Regions from separate parts of the Mus musculus genome. Here regions 1, 2, 3 and 5 are each linked to region 4. Evidence: chromatin contacts called from public promoter capture Hi-C data. All regions are on one chromosome and are shown on one strand. The core of a region is the stretch at or near the end of the contact, and the rest is flanking DNA. Distances in the headings are between cores, read along the strand shown. Region 1 holds the start of Hsp90b1 (heat shock protein 90, beta (Grp94), member 1). Region 2 holds the start of Ube2n (ubiquitin-conjugating enzyme E2N). Region 3 holds the start of Nudt4 (nudix (nucleoside diphosphate linked moiety X)-type motif 4). Region 4 holds the start of Slc25a3 (solute carrier family 25 (mitochondrial carrier, phosphate carrier), member 3). Region 5 holds the start of Ndufa12 (NADH:ubiquinone oxidoreductase subunit A12).

Region 1 (2,700 bases), core at 102-2,601, 4.4 Mb before region 4:
AATCAGCAGTCACTCCCAGGAGCAGACTGCTAGGAGCTTTTGCCTGCAGATAAATGGGCACTCCTAAGATCTTCTCTGGTTATTTTGTATCATTAGCAACATTTTGGGCACTGGACCTTGTAATCTGAATGGAGAAACACCAACAGCCACTCTGCCCCACTAACTTGCAGAGCTTATCAACATAGCTTCAAATGCACCGACCTCTGCACAACTTCATCATCTGTCCTTGAGCCTTCTCGGCTTTTACCCAGGTCCTCTTCCACTGTGCCATCCACGTCGACTTCATCATCAGCTCTGACGAACCCTGGGGAGAAAGGTTACAACTCTCCACACTATTGCTTCCTCTCCTTCGCATAAAAAGCCATATCAACGGGGGCAAGAGTTAACACAATTCAGTAAGTAAATACAAGCTGTTGAGATGGAAGAATTATGTACTGACGTCAATAACCAATGTCAAGGTAAGTTTGCACGCTAAAGTTTAAATATGAATGCTCAAGACCCCCGTTGACTCTGGAAGGCCAGGCAGCCATCACGTGTGTCTATCCTAGGCAGTGAGAGAGGCCCCCGTCTACACCCACACGTGTTGCGCACAGCTGAGAGGAGGTCTCTACACTGGCCAAGCCAAAACTTGGGCCTCACTTAGTTATCACAGGTCAGAATGCAAACAGGGTTTGTGCAACTTCTGTTGAGGGGAACTGAAATCCGGCCCAAAGGGGAAGACATGTCAAGGACAGCTCTTGAAGCACATCGGAATCAGATATTGGGCCACCGCCACGACGCTGGCCCGAGGGCCCACGCTCGCGAGTCGGGCGTTAGAAAACAGAAACGCGCTCCGGGAGTAGAGGGCAGGGGCTGGGGGTCCTCAGGCTCTGGTGGCCAAAGGTCGGACCTGATCACAAAAGTCCTTAGGGAGGGGTTCCAGGAAGGCTTCCCCCGGGAGTAGAGTCCGAGAGACCGCGCCCCGTCAGCGAGACTTCGGGGAGCGCTCTAGCACCATCCGCAGGGTATTTATTTAAATGCCCGGTCTCCAAGTCGCCTTTTCCCAGAGGCCTCAGGGAAAGCATCATCACCCAAGTCTCCTTCGAGGGAACGAGATGGTCCCTGAAACCCCTGTAGGCCACCCGGCGTCCCCAACCCAGGTTCAACGCCCCAAGAACGTTCGAGAAGCGGCCACACAGGAAGGGGAGGGCGCCCACTGCCGCCCGGTCACTCACCGAAGGTCAGCAGGACACAGCAGAGGCCCAACACCCACAGGACCCTCATGGTGCGTGGCCGGCGAGTCGCAAGTCCTTTTCGGTCTCAGGAGCCGCCTCCACCCCCCCAATCCCGAGTCTAAGCTCCTCACACCTCCAGCAGCGCGGTCCGCCCACTAAGCCGCGCGCAGGTCGGGCCGCTTTTCACCCCACTGCTTGCGGGCGGGGGACGGGAAACACGAACTCACCAATCGTGCCTCACCACGCACTCTCTGCACCCAATGGAGACGCATGGGGGGGGACCGCAGCCCGCCAATCGGAACTGTCCAGGTGCGGTGCCCGATGCCCGAAGCGTGGCTCCTTGCGATTGGGCTTGTCCAGCGGCTTTCCTCCAATCAGATGGCTCCGCGGGCCCTCACACACCGGGCCACCCTTTGGCCTGGGAAGCCTTGGTCCCTGAGGAAAACCGTCCAATGAACGTAGGCGCATAGCACGTCTGTCCATTCCTAGAGGTCCCGGGGAACCACTTCCGGCTTCTAGCGAACGTTTAGTCCGTGACTAGGGGAAACGGTAGCCAAGACAATGCGTCCTTTACCCTTTTCTCGTCTACGACGCGGGTCACGTTACGAGTCCTTTCAGCGCTACGTTCGCCGTCACCTTTCTTTTGGGCGTTTCTTTTCGCAAAAGAGAAATTTGTGAGGGGTTGAATATCCGGAATGCGTTTGGATGGTGGTGAGAAACTACAGTTTCCGGCATGCAACGCACTAATCTCATGAATGCTGGGAATTGTAGTCTCTGGCATCTAAGCCAGTTGCGTAGCTTGGCCCTTGCTTACTCCAATCTTGTGTCCGCGGGAAATGTCTCTGAGTGATTATAGGATTTCCACCTCATTCAGATTGCAGAATAGATCTGTGCTTGTTCTAGGACTCTAATGCACACAGTTTTCAGAGGCGGACCTGAAAAGCAGCCCCGCGTAGCCCTAGTCTCACCGTGTCAGAGGGTCAGCCCTGGATTCTGGGCTGGTGGTAGCACCCGGGTTTCCACGTCCGCTTTCTTGCGCGTCACTCAGGGTCCCTAGAGCCTTCAGTTACACTTGGCGTTGCGCTGCTCGCATTTCCTGTCCTCTCTGGTTTGGTTTGCAGTAGAGGGTGGCAGGGGCTCTCCAACCCCGAAGGAAACAAGGACCCAAGTTCCTTTGACATCCCCATAAATATCAAAGAATGACTGGGCAATCTAGAGCCTCTTTTGTGAATCAGCCAGAGAGCGCGGTGGTGAAGTCCAGGCTAGCATAGAACAGGAAAGAACTTATGCAGATACTTGAAAGCAAAAGCCGCAGAGCTTGCAAAACAGCCTGGATTGTGGCTTTGTAACTTCATAGAAACACCTTTCCGCCTTCCGAAAGATAGCAAAAGAGGCTCTTTCTGGTGAGGGAAGTCCCTAAGGCCAGCTTGTACGTTCCGAAATGTTTTCTAAGCTCTTTAGCCTCATTTTAACCAATTTTCCACCA
Region 2 (2,700 bases), core at 186-2,685, 4.4 Mb after region 4:
GGGGCTAAAATTAACCCTTTTCCTTTAAGTTGCTTTTGGAGGGTGTTTTACCACAGCAACATGAAAAGAAATGGAAACACCCAGCGATCCTTGTGAGACACCTCCACTTTTAGGGCCCTCATTCTATGAGTAATCCAACGCCTTTGGGGATTACAGGCTTTTCTATCCCCTTGAGAAGGCTAGGCTGACTTCAAATTGGCAATTCAGAAGACGAGGCCTAAATCCCTGTTTCTAAGAACTAGGCAAGTCCAGGCCTCAGAAGCTGCCCCACCACCTGGCCTGAAGCAAGGACAGTGGGTCAGCAGTAGTTTCCAGACTTCCTCAGCAACAGTTTTCAGCCACTCATGTCCCCACCACACCCCTAATGTGCTTTAAATCTGAACTGTGAGCTCACTTCCAGGTCTCCATCTTGGAATGAGAGACCCTAGCAAGCTGGACTTCTGCAGAATAAAGCCCTCTCTGCGTTTACATACCGTTTGGGTCTGGGGTATCATTCTTCAGCGAATCATGCATGGACCCTTACACTCTAATCAGATCCTTCTTCTAGTTAGCACGTAAATCTCGATTGCTAGGCTCAACCTTAAGTGGTGGCACAAGCCTAGCTCTACTCAGGGGGCAGAGGCAGGAGAATCACGAGTTCCAAGTCAGCTCGGTGCGTACAGAATAGAGAGCACCAGGCCAGACTTGGTTACATAGGGAGCCCTTTCTCAGGAAAACCAACAACCACAAAGATTAAATATCCTGCAGGATCCAGGCGTTTAGAGGCCGTGCCTTTTGCCTCCTCCCTTGTTCCGAACTCTCTTTTGGGGAGCGCCAGAGAGGCCCCCTTTTTTATGTGAAATTTAAACGTTTAGAAAAAATTTTTTTTGTCGCGGGTGTGTGTGTGGTCCTTGGCAAGCAGCGTTATTCCCAGTTAGAAGCTTTGGTATTGACTTCCGGCCTGTTCGCCACCGAGGAGGAGCGCGCGACCCGCCTGCCCTGTCCGCAGGGAACCGCTGCAGCGCCAGCCCGCCACGCGCACTGCGGACACGCTGAATGAACAAACGGAACGAATGAATGAATGGGCTGCGTCGGGGGCCGGGCCTTTGTTACGTCGCCCCCCGACGCAGGCGTGGTCGCACGTACAGCGCTCGCTCGTGGACGCCGGCCGCCCAGTGTTGCCGATTCTGCCACGGGCCAAGAAGCTCGGCGCCGCCTCGCGCCGCCTCCCCCCAAGTCCCTGCCCCGCCGCGGAGCGTCACTTCCGCCACCCCCGGCTGGGGTTGGGGCGGGGAGCGCGGGGGAGGGGGCCACCAGGTCGGAGGGAAGGCTGTCGGAAGCCCGCGTCCTAGCAGGGACTACATTTCCCGAGGGGCCTCGGCGGAGGTAGCGACAGGCGGGCGCGGCGACGTTCCCCGGAAGTGGAGCCCGGGACTTCCACTCGAGCGTGAGGAGAGCGGAGCCGGAGACAAGAGCAGAGGCCGAACTCGGGATCTGACAAGATGGCCGGGCTGCCCCGCAGGATCATCAAGGTAACCGCCCAGGCGGGCTTCGGGCCACTGGCTCTGCTCCGGCGCGCCGGGCCGCGCGGCCGTCCGCTTCCCTCCGCAGCCTCCGAGAGGCCTCTCTAAGGCATCGCGGAGAAGGGTCCGGCCTCGGCGGCGAGGAAGTCGGGCGCTGAGGAGGGGGCGCCGGGGAGACTTCCGGCCGCCTCTGAACGCCGGACAAGCGGGACGCCCGGGCGGTGCGGCCGCGGCCGGGGAGGCCCTGGCGGCTGCCCGGGAGAGGGCGGGGCTGCGGGCTTCGGGCTCTGGCGCGGGACCGGTGCGGGCCTCGGCGGCTTCTGTTCCTCCGCGGGGCGGGAATCGCGGCGTGGCCTGGACTCTGGGCGCGGGTGGTGGCCCGTGGCCGGCCGCTCTGCCCCGGAGCTCCCTTCTCTTCCTCCGCAGGGGCTCGGGGCTGCGGCAGTCCCGGGTGCGGAATGAATGGACCGACCCCGAGAGCCGGGCGGGGCCGCGGGCCGGGAGAGGCCGCTCCGGGAGGGCCACGGGGTTCTGCCGGCGACAGCACAGGTTGGTCCTGGCTGCCCCGCACCTCCTAGCGACGTCCGGGGCTGGCCGCCCGGTTGCCCTGGCTTCCGCGTTCGCTTCCCGGTGTTTCTGCTGGGTAGCGCTGTGATTGTACTTCGGCTGGCTAACTCTTTGGAGACTGTTCTCTTCTCCGAGGCAAGGGCCTCAAGGGCCTCGGTTATGGGGATGATCTGTGAAACAGTTTGCCTCTCAGCTTTTGTGCGCCTTATTTGAGCGGCCCTGGGGCTCTTTAGGGATACTGAATTTTGATAAATACATAAGGAACCACGGGGGTATAAACCTCGTATCTTGATTTCCTAAAATCTTTACATAACACCATTAAGTCTTCATAGTGTTATAACCCAAGAAAACTAAATTTTTAACATTTTTTGGCATCTGTTTTTTTTTTTAATGTAGGAAATTGGTTAAAAAAATCTTGCACTGCCCAGTTTGCCAGCTAAGTGCTCAAATTGAAGCTTCACTTTGCTTGCTGTAATCCACTGAACATATATTTATAGCATTGTTCCACTCTTCCAAAGTTTTAGGGGAGATTTGTACAAAGTAAGTGGAGGGCCTCTTTGAAGGGTGTGAGACACTGTAGTTCTTCAGGCAGTCACAAATGTCTGTGAGGCTGGGGTGTCATTGACAGAAA
Region 3 (2,700 bases), core at 82-2,581, 4.4 Mb after region 4:
CTAGAAGTTCCTTCGGGATTTGGGTTTAACACTTAGAAGCTTTCAAATCAACCTTTAAAATAAATAAATAAAAAGCAAAAGCGGTTTAAAGATCCTAACTTTCAAGCACGCGGCTATCTGTTAACCACCACTGAGTGTACGCTGTCATACTTATCATAACTTCAGGGGCTAGCAATAAGGAAGCCATTAGATCCCATCTCCAGTTTTATGCTTGGTGCTTCCCTGGACGCGGCTACAGAAGCAGAACTCAGAACGCTAACTTTTTTTCCTCTATCAGTTCATTTTAGGCGTGGCAGCGCTACAAGATTTCCCCCAGCTACCAAGTGACTGAACTATCCAGAGCAGGATGAAAACGGAATCATTTTAAAACCGAATAGAACTGAAGTGAAATAAAATAGGCTCTCCCAGAGATTACTCCAAAGGTCCCTATCCGTCCAAAGCAGGGCGAAGGGTCGGGTAAAATCACACGCCGCTCCTTCCCAGATGTCAAGTCACACCGCAGAACAGCCTTGAGAAACCAGAAGAGCGAGAGATGGCCGGGCTGAAAAGGGCAACTTCGCCCCGTTCCTGGCCTATCTTGTCCCTTCTGGCGTCATTCCACATCTCTCGCTGGCCATCTTTCGGTCGTCAGAAAAACTTTAAAAGCGGAGTCCGCTTTGCAAAAGGAGGTATCTACGTAATGAAGCCAACAGCTTGCGACCTAATGGGAGGTCTAAAAGGCAGGCTGGCGAACCCCGGAGGCCGATCTCCAGCTCCGGGCGTGGGGGTTGCCGGTGACCCGCAGGCCCGGGCGGTGCAGGGGGGTGCGGGATGAAGCCCGGTCGCCAGCCTTTGTCCCCGCGCTTACCTCGTCCTCCTGCTCGCTGCGGAAGCACAGGCAGGCCGCCCTCTTCTTGAAGCCCTCGCGGTCGTACGTCCGCGTCTGGTTGGGCTTGAACTTCATCCTAGAGCCGGGCTCCTGCAGCCGCTGCTCCGGCCGCCACCGTGGGGACCCGGCCGCCGCCACCCCGCCGGGGAGTCGGGCCGAAGGAAGTCGCGATGCTCGGGCGCCGGTGGGACGGGCGGCGGCGGCGGCACGGACACGGACGGCGAGGCCGGGCGGCCGCCGGGACGCGGGGCGGAACGCGGGTCACTGCAGTCCGGGCGCAGCGGTGGAAGCGCCGCCTCTGCTCCGGCGCCCGCCGCTCTCCATGGAGCCCGCCGCCGCTCGCAGCCACTCCTTGCTTGCACCCGCCGCCGCCGCCGCCGCCGGGGGAAGAGCGCGGCTCGTGGCTCGTGCCACGCGGAGACAGTTGGAAGCGACGGTGCAGACCGGGCAGAGACGCCGAGGATGCGCGCCGCCCCCTTCGCCCGCATTTAAGCGGGGCTCCCGCGCGCGCGCGCCGGCGCGCTCCCTCCTTTGGGCGCGCCAGTGCGCCTGCGCGCCAGGACCGTTGCCGGGCGGGGGTAGGGTGGGGAGCTGGGGGCGCGGCTTCGACCAGCCGGGGGGCGGGGCTCGAGGCCTAAGTCTAGGGCTCCGCCAGCTCTGCCCTGCCCGCGGGCGAGTGCTCCAGAGGCCTTTTTTTTTTGGGGGGGGGGGTGCGCTTTGTACAAGGCCAGGGAAGGGAAGCGAGCAGAGACCTCCTCGTTCTCCGTTTTAGAGGTCCGATAGAGTTCCCTTTAGGGACGGACCCCAGTACTGGGTCCTGGAGCCAAGGTCCCCGGAGCCATGGCAGGACTACTGAAGCATCGCGGTTAGCATTGCTTGTGAAGGCTAGGAAGGTTAAATTCATTGAGTTCTCTCTCTCCTCTCCCCTTCCTTCTCCCTCTCCCCACTTCCTCTGTTTCGATGAGAGTGCTTTTATGTGCTCTTGAAGAGTCAGCTGAGGCTTTGAAGTGGACTATAGCCAGTTGTCTGTGTTGTGGCATCCCCACCTCCGCTGACCCTCCAGAGTGCATTCATGAACACTGGTTATGGCTGTTATTCTGTGTGTATCTCATTCTAAGTAAGGCCATAGCAGTAAATCAGTGGGATGTTTGTTGTCTGGAAGCTTACAGTTTTAGGCACTTGGAACAACTCCCAATATTTCAGTGCTATTGAAGAGCCAAGATAGAAAGTAGGAGACCGGTGGGCAGTGGTGGTGCACGCCTTTAATCCCAGCACTTGGGAGCCAGAGGCAGGCAGATTTCTGAGTTCAAGGCCAACCTGGTCTACAGAGTGAGTTCCAGGACAGCCAGGGCTATACAGAGGAAACTCTGTCTCGAAAACCTAAAACCATAAACCAAAAAAAAAAAAAAAAAAAAGAAAGAAAGAAAGAAAGAAAGAAAGAAAGAAAGAAAAGAAAGAAAAAGAAAAAAAGTAGGAGACCTGACATCACTGGAATTCAAGAAAACCCCTAATCCAAATCAGGTGTGGAATCCCAGGTATGTGATCCCAGCACTTGAGAGCCCAAAACAGAAGGATTCGGAATTCAAGGCCATTCCCTGCCATTTAGAACTGGTGAGACTAGACTGGTCTACATGAGACCCTATTTCAAAACCCGAACTCCTAACCTACAGGAGCTTCACTTCCCACAGAACTGTTTAGACAGCCACATCCGTTTTGTTTTTCATTCCTGGAAGGCCTCCGGTGTGCCAGGCTCTGGCATCTTACAAAACCGGTCAGACCCTGCCCCTCCAGTCGAATAAGAACCTAAGAACAGAGAATTAGTGACCAATCAC
Region 4 (2,700 bases), core at 73-2,572:
AACATGTGCAAAGCTTGCTAACTTTAACGTTTGCTCCAGCTATTAACCAACTACTCACTTATGAACTAAGTAAGTCATACCTAGTTCCTGCAGTCAAAAACATACAAAGATTTGCTTTAGCTTTTGAAATCAGAGGAAAACGATAGGAGATAGTGAAAAGGAGTTTTCTAATCACGTTTAAGACGCATGAAGCACATGAATGACTGGGGTGTGGGTGGGGACTTCTGTTTTACACACACAATGTAGGTAACGTTTCTCTTGAGGCCTATAATTCAGCTTTCGGGTTTCTCTTGTACTTATGTTCCACTAGGATTTAAAACATACAGTTATTGAGTCACCCAGCTCAAATCCCAAAAACATAAACTCAAAGGAATGCACACCTCATATAATCTGCAAGTCACCTCCTTCACCAACCAGTAGCACAAAAGGAAGAGATTCCCAACCCCATTACCTCATATACAATTAAATGAAAAGATAAAACTTGGGAAAGGAGATCAAAGGAGAGTTTTCCAGGTAATTTTTAAAAAGGCAAGTCAAATAAACGTTATGGAGTTGCAACTGTGTCTGGCTAGTGGTTAAAAAGAGATTTTACCCAGTATACTTGGCTGACCAAGCGGGCTCACGGGGGAAGATAAAGAAGTTGGTTACCACCTCTCTGCCTCTACTCCCTTCGGGACACGGAGGTCACTGAGTGGCGCTGGGCCTGGGCCCTTCCACGCCCTTGAGGGAGGGCCAAGGATCCGACAGCGGCCTAGGGTGTCAGAGTTGCCATCCCAGGGTCAGCGAGAGACCGGTCCTCGGGTCCAGGGCTGAAGCGTCCTTCCCCGACCTCCAGTTCCTGCCCAGGACTCGGGAGGCAGAGCAGGGGGGCAGCATGTAACCAGCGCTCCCACAGGGCAGGGTGCGACCTCACCTTCCACGGCGGCGGCGGCCAGGTGGCGGGAACGCCGGGGCGGAGCTGGGGGACTGCGGGGACCCGACAGGCCATCGTGCACCAGCTGCAGGTGTGGCGCGTTGAAGGGGTTCGCCCGCGCCAGGTGCGCTACGGACGAGAACATCCTCCTGCGGGGGAGACAGAGGGCGGAGGTGAGAGAGACCCGGCGCCGGGCAATGTCACCGGAGCCCCGCGAGACATGCCCGGCTCTGCGCCCTTGAGGAGGTCACAGCTTCTTCCCCAGGGACGCCAAGCCCGGCCGGGCCCACGGCCAAGGCGGCGGCCACAAGGGACTCAAGGCTCCGCGCCGCGGCGAGGCCCGGTCGCGCTCACTTGCCTAAGATGGCGAACACCCAACCGCTCGCTGGGCAAGGTTGCGGCTCACAGAGGCCGAATGTCCTCCCGGCCCGAAGATCCGTGCCCTTCGCGCGGCGTCACCGTGACGCACGCAGAGCGTCACTGCGCCACGCGCCTCTCATTTGCGGAGAGGAGCGCAGAACCTGGACGTCATCGCGTCCTCCTAGCAACCCTATCCCCGCCCACGTCCAACCCCAGCCCTTCCGGCCCTGCTAGTGCGCAGGAGGATTCCTACTGCGCAGGCGCAGATCCAAAGCGCCCTCCTCCCCCACTCCCCTTTTTTTTTTAAAGTGTAGTCTTGGCCTTGGACGGGCAGGTGACCTACTCACTCTGTCCCTTCACCTTCCGGTGTTTTCTCCTTGGCGCCAGGAATTTTTACATGTCTTTAAGTGATTGCGGGCATAAACTTTTAAAGACATGAATGCTTAAGTGATACGTTATTCAGGTATGGAAGCTAGGATATCACTACAAGATCTTTGATCGGAATTCCTGCCATCATCGGACTTTTCAGAAAAAAATTCCATCACACTGACTTTTGACATAGGCATGTCTAAATTTTCCACCAAGTTCTGGTGGAAAGGATATACAGGAAGAACTCATACAATACATAAAACTGCTTCTGCCTCACAGAATGTCCATGGCCCCTGAGAACAGTCAGTCAAGGCTTCGTTCCTGGAGGCACAGGCATGCGCTGACATGAAAGTAACCGATGAACTGTGTGCGTGTAAGACAGGACTGTGTGTACTTCAGACATTTACAAGATCATCATCACTCTGATGTCAACAAGCGGGGGCCAAGTTCCACGAGGGAGAGTTTAGAAGCAATCAAACCTGTTGTAATTCTTGCGTTTAACATTTTCCTGGGACGTTTATCTCATCTTTATTAAGCCTTTTTATCTAACCCAAGACACCACTAGAGCTGGCTCCTGTATTGACTATTGTAGTTATACTAAGTCTACCTCTGCAGTCAGTGCTCTGCTGTGTCCTTTAAAAATTCTTAACATTTACAAACAAAAGACATTTTCATTCATTTTGCCCTAGGTCCTTCAAATTATGTAATTGGTCCTGGATAGAAGAAATACTTTTAGAGTTTATGAAACATCAAGAAGATGTAAAAAAAAAAAAAATGTTTACAAAACATCTTTCAGAGGTCTGGTACTTGATTCCTAGTACCCACCTTGATTCTAGCTCCAGGGGATCTGACACCATCTTCTGGCCTCTATAGGCACCTGCACTCATGCACACACACACACACACACACAGACCACCACCACCACCACCACCACCACCACCACCATTTTTTAAAAAACCTTTAAAGATGAAATTTATAAAACATTTTTCATAAAAAACTGAAGAGGTTTAAATTAGCCATATTTCTGCTGCTATGATAAAACATCATTTTGGCTTACA
Region 5 (2,700 bases), core at 30-2,529, 3.1 Mb after region 4:
AGCCACCCCAAACCTACCAGTTAGAAGTGTGCATTTTCACATGAATGTATAATACAGACAGAGGTGGTCAGGGACAACCTATCTCCATTCAGTCAGAACAGGGGTCTGGCAGAAATCATGGGTTTAAATCTCTGTAGTCACTGAGTATTAGTGGCTGTTAGCTGGGACTTGCAGTGGGACAGAATCTGGGCATGGCCAGAGTCTCTCTGTTCTGCTCCTTACTGCCTACTGGCTGTGTTCTAAGGGAAAGAGCTGGAGGCCAATTTGCCTTCTATCCTGCTATCAGAAGTCTCCTGTGACTCCCCTGCATTCTAGTCATCAAAAAACATACATATTGTGAGGAATATGTAAAGACACACAGGGCTTGGAAACAATATGCAAATAACGCAAAATATTTTTAAAATGAAATTAAGAATATTAGCTGCTCTTGCCAAGGACCTGGGTTTGATCTTAGCCTACCTTGCAAGCGTGAGAAAAGAAGTTACAGCTCAGAGCCCATGTAGAAAATTCGGGTATGGTGGCACCTTTGTAGACTCAGTTCCAGGGATGTGGAGGCAGGTGTATTCCCGAGGTTCGCAATCTGGCCAGCCTTGTCGACTTGACACTTAACTATTTTTAATCTTTAATTTTATTAATCCTAGTTTCTTCTTTCTTTTCTTTTCTTTTTCTTTTTTATGGCTAGGGGTTTGCCAGTATTGTTTATTTATTTTATTATTTTGTAAAGCACTAACTCTGTGATGAAGTCTACCTAGTGTCTGTGCTTACACCTTGCAACAATAAAATAACAAATCCTTCAGGTATTTTACTTAATCTTATTCTTTGCAATTCTTCATCACTCATCTACCAGCATACCGACGCTTAATGAATTCAAAATCATACGCACTCTGTATTAAATGTACAATACCGCTGTGGGGTCAGTAATGCATTTCTTAGCTTCTAGTGCTATAAGGAATTTTTGGAATGTGCGTCATCGTTGTCTGGAGGAAGAAACTTATTTCGACAGGAGAAACTCCCATCTGGGAAAGCTTTGCTTGGCGTACTTCTCCCCGCAGGGTCGCTTTCTGGGTACAGCCTCCGAAAACATTAATTTCACCTTTAGGAAGACACCAACCTGTACTGTAAAACCCCAGATAATCCTCCCTGCGCGACCTCCAGCTCTGCGCCTGCGTAGAACGACCTCCGCGGCCGGTTGACGAGCAGGAACCTCCAAACGGTGGCGCCTTGAGTATCTCGTCTTCCGCCCGGCGGGTTTTACCCGAACACGGAAGGGGCGGACCATGCAGATGAGAATGGAGCTGGTGGAGGTCCTGAAGCGCGGCGTGCAGCAGGTCACCGGCCACGGCGGCCTGCGGGGCCTCCTACGGGTTTTCTTCAGGTAGGAGGCCAGGGCTAGACCCTGGGTCTCTGGGGACGCACCTCCGCTGGCTGCTTTCCTGGAAAGGAGCTCAGATTAGATCACTTTGGAGGTCCAGGGATCCGGTCAAGGACAAGTTCAGTCCCAAGAGTTGAGTTCCTTGGACTGAGACGTCTCTGGGCCCTACTCAGCCCCTAGTGGCGGAGCTGTGACGCAGGTGCTAGGGTAGCCGGGATGCTCCGGGCTCGAGTCCTGGGGTGTAATGAGGCTTAGCATAGCAACCCCTCTACCCCTCACGGTGACCTTGGGCAAGTTTTCCTCTGCACTGTGTACAGTAAGAAGTTGAAGGTGGCGATCATGCTAGTCCCGATTAGCCCCATAAATCGCAGCAAATCCGGAGGACCAGTGAATAATCCAGGGGACACTCGTAATACGAAGATGATGAAGTACTTTGACTGCCTGAAGGTTTTGCTAACTTAGTGTCTCAGGGTGCACGTATCTACATACGTGGACCGTAGCTGGAAAGTAGTGTTTTATATGCAATCTAAGCACATCAGTTGTTTGGTTGATTACCCCCCCCACACACACACACCTGTCTGCATGCTGCTGGGACAACACAGGAGACTCCAGAGCTCTTTGCCAGAAAGTTAATTCGTGAGCGTTGAGTGGCAAGAGCCTTCGGCTGAAGGCTAGAGGTGTACAAGCAGCGAGCATCCCCCGTAGCATCTCGTTCTTGTGTCGATGCAGAAACAGTCGGTGGTACGGTCTGTTTCTGGGTTTGTCTTGAACAGTGTGAATCATTCTGAGATGCCTTTTTTTTCCTCTGTGTACTTCTTAAAGGGCAAATGATATAAGGATTGGTACACTGGTGGGAGAAGACAAATATGGAAATAAATACTACGAAGACAACAAGCAATTTTTTGGTGAGTGCAGTATTTTCTTTTTCTTTTATTTTTTTAAGATTTATTTTATTATTATATGTAAGTACACTGTAGCTGTCTTCAGACACCCCTGAAGAGGGTGTCAGATCTTGTTACAAATGGTTGTGAGCCACCATGTGGTTGCTGGGGTTTGAACTCAGGACCTCTGGAAGAGCAGTCGGTGCTCTTAACCGCTGAGCCATCTCTCCAGCCCAGTATTTATAGATTTTGTGTGTGTGTGTGTGTGTGTGTGTGTGTGTGTGTGTGTGTGTGTGTGTGTATAAATGGATGGGGTTAGGATTCAGAGTCTAGTTTTGACATCATGCATGAACAGATACTAAGTGACTTGGAACGGAAAACTCAATAGGAAATTTAAAACGTGGGCAGAGGGGATGGCTCAGCCAGTTTGGGCACCTGCCACCATAC

Evidence for each region. Promoter capture Hi-C pulls out the DNA fragments that hold promoters and counts their contacts.
Region 1: a contact with region 4 is called in a promoter capture Hi-C map of pre-B cells. The contact joins the promoter of Hsp90b1 here to the promoter of Slc25a3 in region 4.
Region 2: a contact with region 4 is called in a promoter capture Hi-C map of pre-B cells, with 3 times the contacts expected there. The contact joins the promoter of Ube2n here to the promoter of Slc25a3 in region 4. A contact is called at or near these places in 2 of 39 promoter capture datasets (cranial neural crest and pre-B cells).
Region 3: a promoter capture Hi-C map of pre-B cells shows a contact between it and region 4, with 5 times the contacts expected there. The contact joins the promoter of Nudt4 here to the promoter of Slc25a3 in region 4.
Region 5: a promoter capture Hi-C map of pre-B cells shows a contact between it and region 4. The contact joins the promoter of Ndufa12 here to the promoter of Slc25a3 in region 4. A contact is called at or near these places in 1 of 39 promoter capture datasets (pre-B cells) and 1 of 484 Hi-C or Micro-C datasets (CD4 T cells).

The regions. Positions count from the first base shown.
Region 1 is chr10:86,704,093-86,706,792 of GRCm38.p6, forward strand. Hsp90b1 (heat shock protein 90, beta (Grp94), member 1) reads right to left here and starts at 1,352. Exons shown (of 18, transcript NM_011631.1): 1 at 1,215-1,352; 2 at 202-304. The coding sequence starts at 1,263. Ttc41 (tetratricopeptide repeat domain 41) reads left to right here and starts at 1,719. Exons shown (of 16, transcript NM_001003910.2): 1 at 1,719-1,925.
Region 2 is chr10:95,513,727-95,516,426 of GRCm38.p6, forward strand. Ube2n (ubiquitin-conjugating enzyme E2N) reads left to right here and starts at 1,436. Exons shown (of 4, transcript NM_080560.3): 1 at 1,436-1,511. The coding sequence starts at 1,482. Gm46239 (a long non-coding RNA gene) reads right to left here and starts at 530. Exons shown (of 2, transcript XR_001779843.2): 1 at 474-530.
Region 3 is chr10:95,562,815-95,565,514 of GRCm38.p6, forward strand. Nudt4 (nudix (nucleoside diphosphate linked moiety X)-type motif 4) reads right to left here and starts at 1,332. Exons shown (of 5, transcript NM_027722.5): 1 at 848-1,332. The coding sequence starts at 943.
Region 4 is chr10:91,122,645-91,125,344 of GRCm38.p6, forward strand. Slc25a3 (solute carrier family 25 (mitochondrial carrier, phosphate carrier), member 3) reads right to left here and starts at 1,323. Exons shown (of 8, transcript NM_133668.4): 1 at 1,272-1,323; 2 at 914-1,062. The coding sequence starts at 1,058.
Region 5 is chr10:94,197,756-94,200,455 of GRCm38.p6, forward strand. Ndufa12 (NADH:ubiquinone oxidoreductase subunit A12) reads left to right here and starts at 1,280. Exons shown (of 4, transcript NM_025551.4): 1 at 1,280-1,375; 2 at 2,195-2,277. The coding sequence starts at 1,290.